Linked DNA regions of Sus scrofa: region 1 is linked to region 2. The links are chromatin contacts, called in public HiChIP or PLAC-seq maps. All regions are on one chromosome and are shown on one strand. Each heading gives the region's core, a stretch centred on a gene start, on an enhancer-like site or on the middle of the called end of the contact. The rest is flanking DNA. Distances are from core to core; before and after follow the strand shown.

What was found. HiChIP or PLAC-seq counts read pairs in DNA pulled down with a chosen protein or histone mark.
Region 1: an H3K27ac HiChIP or PLAC-seq map of alveolar macrophages shows a contact between it and region 2. The contact joins the promoter of KHDRBS1 here to the promoter of COL16A1 in region 2. A contact is called at or near these places in 1 of 5 promoter capture datasets (fetal liver), 1 of 47 Hi-C or Micro-C datasets (skeletal muscle) and 1 of 2 datasets of contacts at active chromatin or transcription factors (alveolar macrophages).

Annotation. Positions count from the first base shown.
Region 1 is chr6:88,528,290-88,534,057 of Sscrofa11.1, forward strand. KHDRBS1 (KH domain containing, RNA binding, signal transduction associated 1) reads left to right here and starts at 2,118. Exons shown (of 9, transcript NM_001243596.1): 1 at 2,118-2,601. The coding sequence starts at 2,220.
Region 2 is chr6:88,241,673-88,247,820 of Sscrofa11.1, forward strand. COL16A1 (collagen alpha-1(XVI) chain) reads right to left here and starts at 2,045. Exons shown (of 73, transcript XM_021095778.1): 1 at 1,917-2,045.

The sequences.
Region 1 (5,768 bases), core at 868-3,367, 290 kb after region 2:
CAACACCACCACCCAACCAGGAGTTTCAAGGACAGCAGCAGAAATGAGTTGCAAGGGAGCTATAAATCCTTGTCACCCCCTTTCCCCTCCTCCATGCATTTGCTCTCTCATTCCACCTATCTCTTCACAGTCTGCAACTGGATTTCTCCCATTCCTTAAATGCATCTGTGACATTTTCATCTCTGTTCATTTATTCACATTTCCTTTTGCCTAGAACTCATTCTCCCCTGGCCAAAATCTATATTCCACTTTGAAGTCCAATCCCACCTAATATTCATTTATCTTTGGGCATTTGTCACATTACTCTCTTCACTACAATTATTCAAAAACATTGTTTTCTTGTACATGACTGTAAACTACTTATGTGTCCTCAAAGTAAAGTACTACCCTAGACACTGGAGATAAATACACATATGGGATAATTTATGGATAGGACTGTGTTTTGTTCTCATTTCTGCCGGTGATTTCTCTCCCCATCCCCAAGAAGGTAGTCAGGGCTTAATGTTCCCTAGCTGAAGGTTTCTAAGTTTCAGGTCTAAAAATTAGCAGTTTCCAGGCACCCAGAGGACGATTTCCAGAAATGCTTTTGAAAAGCGTGGGTTTATTAGGGAACTGATCCAGGAGGAAAAGGGATGGGAGTGCTTTGAATGGGGGAAGCAAAAAATCTGCGGAGGGAAGAAAAGAGTTAGAGATGGTACCAGGTGTTTTAGAGTTTATGGGCGAATAGAGACCTAGCCTTCATCTGCATATAGCACCCCAGGATGAGGAGACTGCTGCAATATCTTGGCCTTGAGAGCAGTGGTCTTTTTGAGCAAGCGTGGAATGATTCATCGGGAAGGGCAGGGGGATTAGCGCTCACATCAGTAGAAGGAATCACCCTAAAGATGCAACCATCACAGATTAAGGTGCTGGCCTCTATCCCACTTTTTTTGCGGACAAAACACATCTATGGAAAGCAGTACTATATGTAAAGAGCTAAAATGCTTCCTCTTTTAAGATGACTTCTCTGACCAACAGCTAACGTTCAAGAACCTACTTTAGGAGTTCTCCCCCTGGCTCAGTGGTTAACGAATTGACTAGCATCCACTAGGACACAGGTTGGATCCCTGGTCTTGCTCAGTGGGTTAACAATCTGGTGTTGCCTTGAGCTGTGGTGTAGGTCACAGACTCGGCTCGGATTCTGTGTGCTATGCCTGTGGCAAAGGCCAGCAGCTACAGCTCCGATTCGACCCATAGCCTGGGAACCTCCATATGCCGCAGGTGTGCCCTAAAAATCAAAAACAAAAACAAAACAAACAAAAAAAACCCCACTACGTTGAAAACCATGGGGTACTACTTGGCTTCCCTGCTCTGGTCTGGGGCCCCGTTTCCTGGCTAGATATCAGGTCCAATCCGAGCCCTCCCTCTTAGTTCAAGTCTTCCAATAGCCTCCAGTCGTCCCACTGACCGGTCCTTCCTCACTGCCCCCTTCCAAACTTCCCTTTCCTATTTCCACCCCTCAATCCTGCGTCAGACTCTCCCTGGTCGTCCCTTCCTCATCTCCCTGGCTCCTTTCCCTCTCCCCGTTCAGGCAGTCTCTCTCCCTCCTTTCTTTCTGGGCAGACGACGCCAGTGCTCTCTCCTTCCCCTCCCACGGCCCCCACGCGGGTCTCTTTTATTCAGTGACCTCCCCCCTTCCCCACCCCACTCCACTCCACTGAACAGAGGCACCCCTAGCAGTTCGGCCGTTGGAGGGGGCGTGGCCCTGGAGTAACAGGTCTCCCGCCCCACAGGCCGCGGGCCCGCGCGCAGACAAAGACATTCCACAGCCCCCGCCCCCTCCGCGCACCCGGCCAGAAGGGGGAGGAGACACGTGTCCCGCTAGCGCCGAGTCACGTGGAAAAAGAAAACGAACGAAGCCCGCGGCCACCCGCGCACGCGCACGCGGCTCCGGCCTGGCGGGCTCACAGGGAACACGGGAGTTGGAAGGCGACTTCTTCGGACTCCGCGGCGGTGCGCAGGCGCCGTGGCCCGACCGGGACTTTGTTCTCCGCGGAGAGACCCAAGGGCGGTGCCGGTTCCTGGTGCGCCTGCGCGCCGCCTCATTTCCGGTGCTCTCTTTCGCTGGGTCGCTTGGGTCGGCTTCGGTCGCCGTAGCTCCCGCTCTCCTACCCCCGCCAACCGCCGCTGGGGCCTCTGCCGCGTCGCTTCCTCGATCATTTGATCGGACATCCTCTCCAATGCAGCGCCGAGACGATCCCGCCGCGCGCATGAGCCGGTCCTCGGGCCGCAGCGGCTCCATGGACCCCTCAGGTGCCCACCCCTCAGTGCGTCAGGCGCCGTCTCGGCAGCCTCCGCTGCCTCACCGATCCCGGGGAGGCGGAGGGGGATCCCGGGGGGGTGCCCGGGCCTCGCCCGCCACGCAGCCGCCACCGCTGCTGCCGCCCTCGGCCACCGGTCCCGACGCGACAGTGGGCGGTCCAGCGCCGACCCCGCTGCTGCCCCCCTCAGCCACTGCCTCCGTCAAGATGGAGCCGGAGAACAAGTACCTACCCGAACTCATGGCCGAGAAGGACTCGCTCGACCCGTCCTTCACTCACGCCATGCAGTTGCTGACAGCAGGTAAGCGGGCCTCCGTGGTCCCTTTGGGTCGCCCGGCTACGCGGGGGCAAGGGTGGCAGTGGCTTTGTTTCTCTCGTTTCCCGCCCCCTGGGGACCGGGGAAGTCATGGACTCCCCTTCTCTCGTTATCATCTTCGGGAGTCTGGATTCCACTTTCCCATCCCGACCCAGAGTGCGAGGGAGAATTTCTAGGCTGCAGTGGAGGCCCGAAGGGGACTTGGCGATCTCTTAGCGCTAAGATCTTGATGGATTTTGTGCCGCGCTCCCGCCCCCTTGCCGACCCTTCCCCTCCCACCTCTTGCAGCTGCCCCGCGCTCCGAGTGTTCGGATTCTTCCAGAAATGAACCACCTTCTCTCCCTTCCCCCAAAGGGAAAGCTTATTTGATCGCTGGTGGCGGTCGGCGCCTGACTGAGGGTGTAGGAGGTGAAGACAGCCTGAGCCGGGAGGAACCGTGGGAGGGAGGGCCGAGGTGAGATGGGGTGAGGCTAGGGTGCCCTATTCAGCGCGCCGCGGCCGCGGCCGCTGGGGCCGGATCGGACTTAGTGGTAACTGGAGCTTGAGTTGCTCGGAGGCAGGAGCAACCTGTGGGAATCGAAGCTTAAGATTTTAGGAATCAAATTTCCAACTTGGGCCGATAAGGTGGTCACTGCTGCAGTCGGAAGATTGGACCCCATTCTTTTACAACGTGTGTTTGTCACTCAAGAGGGGGAAAAAAATAATAACGCCAGTGACAGTGAAAGGGGATGATAGAGGGAGGTAAAGGATGGTTTGCATGGCATTCCCAATAAGATGAGGAAAAAATTGAGAGAAGTTGCATGATGCTTGTACCTGAAAGGTTTGGTCTCCCTCCGCCCTCTCCCCCGCTCCTTTTTGCTTCAGTAGTGAAATAGATTAGGAATAGTAGTCTTTGTTCTCTGTCTGTAGGCTAGTTCCTTTCCTGCTCAGCAGTGGCCGTCACTTAGTCGCTCTCATTTCTCCCTAAAGCCGTCTGTTTTGCCCTCTCTAGTTAAAACGTTTTTAATAAATATATTTTATATCTAAATTTTATTAAGCAAATAAAAATTCACAGCCTTCAACACTGAATCAGTTGGACTCTTTGGCAAGGTTCATATAATGGACAGATCCGTTATGAAAATATCATATCTCCCTTTGTTCTCTATTTCTCACCATTGGTAAGAAGTCTTTAAACACAGTAAGCAAAGCTCGAGGCGGTCAAGAATAAGGACATTTAGATAAACTGCTTGCATTTTCAACTCTGCTTTGCTGTTCTGTAATACAGTCAGATTGTTTAAACGTTATTGTTTATCATCTTCTCCTGGCAAACTCTTTGAGGGCAGGGAATACTTTTTAATCTGTATAGTTTTCATATTGTCTTGCGTATAGCAAACATTAGGTATTTGAATATGAAAGCAAGTACATGCAGATTCGGGAAAGACTAAATGGTGAAGGTTTGAATGGGTCTTATTTTTATTTCTTTAATTTTTGGTCAATCCAGATTAAATGTGTGAGAATAAAATAACAAACTTTAAAGCTTTAAGGTGCTGACTTGGGTTTGAAATTCTAACTCTTGACTAATTTCTCTTGGGAGCTTTCTGATCCTCGGTACCTTATCAGTAAAGTAGGATAGTGAGTTGTGGGGATTAAGTGTTGGTTAAAAGCACTAGCACCATTCCCTTTGACCTGTAATCATTAAGTGATAACTGGTCACAAGTTTTCTTCTAGTTGTAAATCTGTAGAGTAAGATATGAAAATGCAAAAAAAATTTTTTTTGCTCTTCTGAGCACATCAGTTGTCCAGTATAGTGCTCATTTTAAGTAAAAGATGGTTTCTAGGATAGCCATCAAAAATTATTGAGCCTTAAAGTTACAATTTTCATCCTTCTCTCACTGCTTAACTTCTCAGGGAGTGCTCTTTCTTCCTTTCTTTTTTAACTTAGTTTTGCTTTTTGTTTTTTTTTAAGGGTCCTACCTGTGGGATATGGACGTTCCCAGGATAGGGGTCCAGTCGGTGCTGCAGCTGCCAGTCTAAGCCACAGCAATGCCAGATTCAGGTCAAGTTTGCAACCTTCCCCACAGCTCGCAGCAATGCTGGATCCTTAACTCACTGAGTGGGGCCTGGAATCTACTGTGCATTCTCATGGATACTAGTTGGGTTCATTACCACTGAGCCACCATGGGAACTCGTAACTTGGGCTTTTCTGATGTTTTTTTCCTTTGACCAAATTGGATTTTAATCGGAGAAATGGAATTGCGGTAATGCTGGCTCATTGAGAGAACTGACTTGGGATGTATGGATACTTCTTATCACGGATAAGTCTTAATATATGTTGGACTCAGCTTTTAATGTTTATGAGTGATCTGGAAAAGGAAGTGTAGTAAAGTCAACCAATTGTGAGGAAGTGAGACTGCAGATACAGAATAGTAGTATTTAAGCTCTGTCGAAGGATATGTGTAAGAAAAATATCACTGACTGGATGCAAGACACTGGTCTGAAAACTTTACATCAAATATTTAGTCTTCATGATACTACTCTGAGGAAGTTACTGTTATTATCTTTACTTTTATGTATGAGGAAACTATGGCACACAGATTAAGTAATTTGCCTAAGGTAACAAAGTTGGTAAGCACATAACTAGGATTAAAGTTGGTCTTGAGTTTGGATCCTCACACCTTACCCTCTTTGCTCTCCACCTTTCACCCCCTACTGTAGTACCTGCAACAAATTATAATTTAAAAAATATTTTGTGCTAATGGAGTTCCCGTGGTGGCACAGTGGTTGATGAATCTGACTAGGAACCATGAGGTTTCGGGTTTGATCCCTGGCCTTGCTCAGTGGGTTAACGATCCGGCATTGCCATGAGCTGTGGTGTAGGTCGCAGACATGGCTCGGATCCCACATTGCTGTGGCTCTGGCGTAGGCTGGCGGCTTCAGCTCCGATTGGACGCCTAGCCTAGGAACCTCCATATGCCATGGGAGTGGCCCAAGAAATGGCAAAAAAGCCAAAAAAAAAAAAAAATTTGTGCTAAAATATTGTACAAAGTATTAGAAGAAAATTTGTTTGAGGACATCATATTGCTAGCCAACAGGTCAGTGGAGATGACCAAGCCAAGACGCAAAAGAAGGAGAATACCCAGAGAGCAGAGCCTAGCATTTGGGATTCTGACTCT
Region 2 (6,148 bases), core at 795-3,294:
TACATTCACCCAAGCGCCCCTGTGACCAGGCCCCAACCAGCTTAGCTGAGCCCTTCCAGGCAGAGAGCTAAGCACACCACACCCATTAATCCTCCTCGGTACATCCAGAAAAGGAGAAAAATAGGTGCCAGAGATGATAACTAACTTGCTGAGCAGGACTGAACCCATATTTAACACCCAACATGTCACTGCTGTTTTTTATTTTTATTTTTTAAATGTTTTCTTTTTACTGCCGCACCTGCAGCATGTGGAAGTTCCCAGGCTAGGGGTCGAATAGGAGCTGCAGCTGCAGGCCTATGCCACAGCCATAGCAACACCAAATCTGAGTCGCATCTGGGACCCATGCTGCAGCTTGCGGTAACACCCAATCCTTAACCCACTGAGCAAGGCCAGGGACTGAACTCACATCCTCACAGATGCTATGTCATGTTCTTAACCCACTGAACCACAATGAGAACTCCATTGCTTCTTTTTAAAAAAAATTTTAATGGAGTTCCTGTCTTGGTGCAGCAGAAACGAATCCGACTAGGAACCATGAGGTTGTGGGTTCAATCCCTGGCCTCGCTCAGTGGGTTAAGGATCTGGCATTGCCGTGAGCTGTGGTGTAGTTCACAGATATGGCTCGGATCTGGCATTGCTGTGGCTCTGGCGTAGGCTGGCAGCAACAGCTCTGATTAGACCCCTAGCCTGGGAACCTCCATATGCCATGGATGCAGCCCTAAAAAGACAAAAAGACCCCCCAAAAATGAAATGAAATAAAAATAAAAAAGAATTTTAGGAATTCCTGCTGTGGTGCAGTAGGTTAAGAGTCCAACTGCAGTGGCTGGGTCCTGGTTTGATCCCTGGCCTGACACAGTGGTTGCCCCAGCTGTGGTGTAGGTCGATCCCTAGTCTGAGAACTTCCACATGCCATGGGTAGCAGCCAAAGAAAAGAGAAAAATCAAAAAAGAATTTTATTCATCAGGACAATCCTATCATTACTCCCATTTTACAGGTGAACAGTTGTCTTCCTCAACTTGAGCACTTCACAGTAAGGAAACAGACCCTAAGAAGTGGCTTGCTAAGAATCAGAGCTGTGATTTGAATCCAGGGTTGTTACAGCGCAATCTGCTGTGTCATAATAGGCCTCTTCCTCTCTCTGGAACTGTTTTCTGTTGGGGGTGCTAACTCCGAAACCTCTAAGATCTAAATTAGGGAGTTTTCCTGCTCTGAGCCCAGGTCCCCACCCAGAAGCCTAGAACATCTCCATGGGCCTGGGTGGGAGAAGAAGGGCAGGTGTAGCAGTGACCGTCCCGCCCGCGGGCGGGGGATTGGGGGGGGGCTGCCGCCAGACGCACAAAAACAACGAAATAAATCAGGACCAGAACCTCCTAATCCTTCCCGGCTGTGACGGCTACCGCTCACCCGGCCTGGGCCGCCATCGCCTGGACTGCTCCCCGGGCCTGGGAGGGGGGACAAGGCACCGCCAAGAGCGCAGAGTCCCGCCAACAGGATCGGAGCGATGCCCGGCCGGGCGTCAAGGCGTCCTCGGCTCCCGAGATGGGGGGTAGCGGGGGAGGCCCTCCCGCCAGGGTGACTCAGGCCTCCCAGACCCCCTCCGGGATAGGCAGGTTCCCGCGCCTCGGTCTATTTTTAGAGACTGCTCCAGGCCTGAGCGCAGAGGGGAAGAAACGCCGGCCTCGTGGCGGTGCAGGCGTCTGACCCGCTCCTCCTGTTCGGGGCTTGAGCCCCAGAACCTCCAGCTGTCTATCCAGAAAAGAACGGACACCCTTGGGATCGCGGGGGGCGGGGGGGTGGGGTGGAGGTGCAGGCCCAATAAATGCATTCCCTCCCCATCCCCCACGCCCGCCTTCCTCCTCCCGCTCCTCAAAGCCTGGCAGTTCCAGGGAGCTGGGCGCGGCCTCCCGAGAAAAGACCTTTGTTAAGTGGGGCCTGGAGCCTTCCGACGGTCGGTCTGTCTGGCTATTGGACTGAGGGCCAGAGCGGGCGGGGCTCCCGGGCGACCGCAGCGGCTGGGGCGGAGGGTGGAGCGGCTGGAGGGCTGTGCGGAGGGTGAGGGGAGGATGCGACCGGGTTCGGGAAATCCCCACCCCACCCCCATCGGCCACGCCCCTAGCTCGCCTTGGGCCACACCCACCACCCGGGGGCCTTTCCCTGACTCCACCCTAGGCCCCGCCTCCTATCTGGCTCCGCCCAGAGCCAACCTTGTATCCTGGCCCCAGGGTCCAGAGAGGCCTGGATCCCTGGCCTCTAACAGCCTGGGACTGGTGCTGGCCCCCTCTTCTGGCGGCCGGGACAGAAGCGAGGGGAACGGGAGCCTCCTCCTCCAGCGCGGGGTCGGGGAAGAGAGCGTCAGGGAGTAACAATGGCGCCATTGACGGGGAGGCCTCTAAAGCTGAGGACGTATCTGTCTGTGGAAGCCAGGCTGTCTTGGAGGCTGAAGCGGTGGAGGCAGCCCCGAGTATGCAAGCACCCCTGTATACGCGGGCACAAAGCCGGGCACGGGGGCACTTGGGGCAGAGGTCTTTGGCCTGTTGCCCCTACTGCTGGGTGCCCTAGAGACTGAGGGCACATTCCTGGGGAGTGGGGGCAACTGCTGGCCCCCAATACATGCGCCCTTCTGGCGACTTCAGCGATGCGGGGTTTGGAGAGGCGCAAGTGGAGGCCCATCCCACCGGGGGTTGAGGGGCAGAGGATGGGAGGCGGACTGGTCTCCCAGCACCAGTCCTCCATCTAGTGGGAAGTTTGGGAATCGCGGGATGCAGAGATGGGGTGGGGGGTGGCGTCCATTGTACCCCTAATTCTTCCTTCCTCTCCCTGGATGTTCTTCCTTCCTGGCACCCTCACACAACCATCCTGCTCTGCTCCATTTCAGGGATTCGCCCCCTCCCATAGTCATTTGAAGATCTTCCCCCCAAGTCCCGTCTCTTCTTCCTCATTATCTATGGATATTAGCTTCTGCCCATCACCACCACTGCCAAGGGTCCAGGAAGCCTCTCTCCTTTGCCTGGATTTCTGCAACTCCTGCCAACTGCTTTCCCTGCCTTCAATTTTACCCTCTCTCTATCCACTTTTCTACTACTAGCAAACCAAGTGTTTCTAAACCAGAGATCTGCTTGTGTCACTTCCTGACTCAAAGCTTTCAGTGGCGGGAGTTCCCAATCATGGCTCAGCGGTCATGAACCCAACTAGTGTCCATGAGGATGCAAGTCCTATCCCTGGCCTCGCTCAATGGGTTAAGGATCCGGCGTTCCTGTGGCTGTGACGTAGGCCGGCAGCTACAGCTCTGGTAACACCCCTAGCCTGGGAACTTTCATATGTCTCGGGCGTGGCCCTAAAAAAGACAAAAAAAAAAAAAAAAAAAAAAAAAAAAAAAAAGCTTCCAGTGGCTTCCCCTGGTCAAAATGAACTCTAAACCTTGGCTTGGGACTCAGGAGGCTCTTTATCACCCAGCCCCACCTCCTCAGTCCTAGCTATTCTCACAGGGCAATGTTCAGTCCCTCAAACACCCGTTGGCTCTAGCCTTCATACCGGCCATTCCCTTTTCCTTGCTGTCTTCAGGACTCCATCTGGCTGCTCTCCTTCTTGGGCAGGAGTCAGGAACCCCTTCTCTGAGCTCCCGCAGGACCCAGTGCCCAGGTCTCTCATCACTTACCCACTTTTGTGGCAGAATTATCTATTGATATGTTAATTATTTTGTACCCCTCCCAGTTCCAAGCTGGTATCCTAGCCATTTGATTTTTCTAGCCTCAGGGAACTTGTGCAGGGCTGAACACAAAAGCTGCTTGATGTCTGATGGCTCATCCTGACTTTTGAAAAAGCTAGCCTTCTGGAATTGACTGTGTTCCCCAAGGGATGGAGAGAAGTGGGCAGCAGATGTGGGTAGAGGAAGGAGAGGGCGCAGCCAGCTGCAGAGGGGCCAGACGTGGGGGTGGTGTGAATGGTGTGGATCTGCATTCGGCAGCCCCTCTCCTGACAGGTAATAGGAGCTGGGGTGGCGGGCAGGGTGGGTAGAGCATCTGGGGAGGCTGAAGCCCAAGCCCTGGGGTACTAGCCTCAGTGCCTCCAGATGGCAGAGGAATGGCTGAGTTGCTGAACCTCGAGGGACCACATGGCTAGTACAGTGGACATATATCTCTGTGAAACCAGTGTACCCAGAATCAGGACTTCATGCTTAGACCCAGGTGGGACTATAGGACCTTGCACAAGCCTATGGAGAAAGTGGCTGGGGGCCCCAGGGATGTTTGCGATTGAATTTTATGCCAACTTGTAGGAAAGGGCTGAGGGCAAAAGTCAGATTGGAGCTGATTCAATAAGAATTCAGAAATAGGGTGTTTCTTTTCTTTCTCTCTCTCTCTCTTTTTTTTTTTTTTTTTTTTTTTTTTTTTGGCTTTTTAGGACTGCACCTGCAGCATATGGAAGTTCTCAGGCTAGGGGTCAAATTGGACCTGTAGCCACTGGCCTACACCACAGCCACAGCAAGGCCAGATCCAAGCCAAGTCTGCAGCTCACGGAAACACCAGATCCTTAACCCACTCGGCAAGGCCAGGGATCAAACCCGCATCCTCATGGATACCAGTCGGGTTCATTACTGCTGAGCCACAACGGTAACTCCCCAGAAATAGGGTATTTCTTGAGTTCATGTGCCAAGAGTTCCACCTGCCCCATCTGCCTGTTGTGTCCTGGCAGGGCTGAGACTGGCTGTGCCTCATTTGGAGTGGAATCCTCAGGACCCAGAGTGGGGCGCAGCACATAGAAAGTGCTCAAAATATATTCGTTGAATTCATCTTGCCTTGGTAGCTACAGAAATCTTTCTAAAACCCAAGTCTGCTCCAGTGATTCGCCAGCAGCCCTCAAAATAGAATCCTAACCTCTATCATGGCCCACAGGGCCCACTGCCATCAGAACCTGCCTCCCTTGCCACTCATCTCTGCAGCCCATCCTTCTGAAACTCTCCTCTCCACCCAGACCACATGATTTGCAATTCTCCAAACCTACCTCCCTGCCTTTGCTTACAGGGCACCCTCTGCCTGGAGTGCCCTTTCCCCTTCTCTGCCTGCTGAGCTATCAAGTAGTTTTCAAAGCTCAGCGCAAGGGTTGCCTTCTTTTTTTTTCAGGGCTGCACATGCCGCATGTGGAAGTTCCTGGGCTAGGAGTCAAATTGGAGCTACAGCTGCCAGCCTATGCCACAGCCACAGCAACTTGGGATCCAAGCCACATCTTCAACCTATACCACAGCTCAGAGCAATGCCAGATCCTTAATCCACTGAGTGAGGCCAGGGATCAAACCTGTGTCCTCATGGATACTAGTCGGGTTCATTTCCACTGAGCCACGACGGGAACTCCCGAAGGGTTGTCTTTTTTTTTTTTTTTTTTAATTTTTATTGATATGTTGTGATAATTTAATTTATAATGTGATAATTTATGCTGCACAACAAAGTGATTCGGCCACATACACATACCCATTCTCTTTCTGATTCGTTTCCCACATAGATCATCACAGAAAGTGGTGGAGAGTTCTCGGTGCTACATAGCAGGTCCCCGTTGGCTAATTATTGCATATGAAAAGCGTTGTCTTCTTTAAGTGGCCTTCCCTGACACTCTCCCCATGAAGGCAGAGGAGACCCTCCTGTTCCAGGCCTATTGCTCATGTCCAGATCTGGCTCCCTCTTCCCCAAGCCCCATTTCCTGGGCTGTGGGCTTCTCCAGTGTGATGGGTCCCTAGTGCCCAGCGCAGTGCCAGGGACGCCATAGGTTCTCCATAAATGCTCACTGGCCCCTGAGTCTAGCCCCAGGGACTGCTGGTGTGACTTCGAGCAACCTCTTCCCTCCATGGGCCTCAGTTTTCCTCTCTGCACAATGGGGGGAGTGGGAATCCATGAAGGCCTTGCCTTCCCTCAGTTGGGCTTGGAAGCTATGGCATGTAAAATTCTCAGCACCTGTGTGCACTGCAGGCCAGCCAAGGGCAGAGCCTGCTGGGACATGCAGTTGCCCATGGAGCGCCCATGCATGGGCACCTGGGAGCAAGCCCCTGCCTAAATAGCCGCACATGACACTCTCACACACAAGCAGACGTGGCCTTCATCCTCAATCAACCATTGGCCTTGACAGTGAAAAATTCAGCAGGAGCAAGAGCTGCCAGACCGGC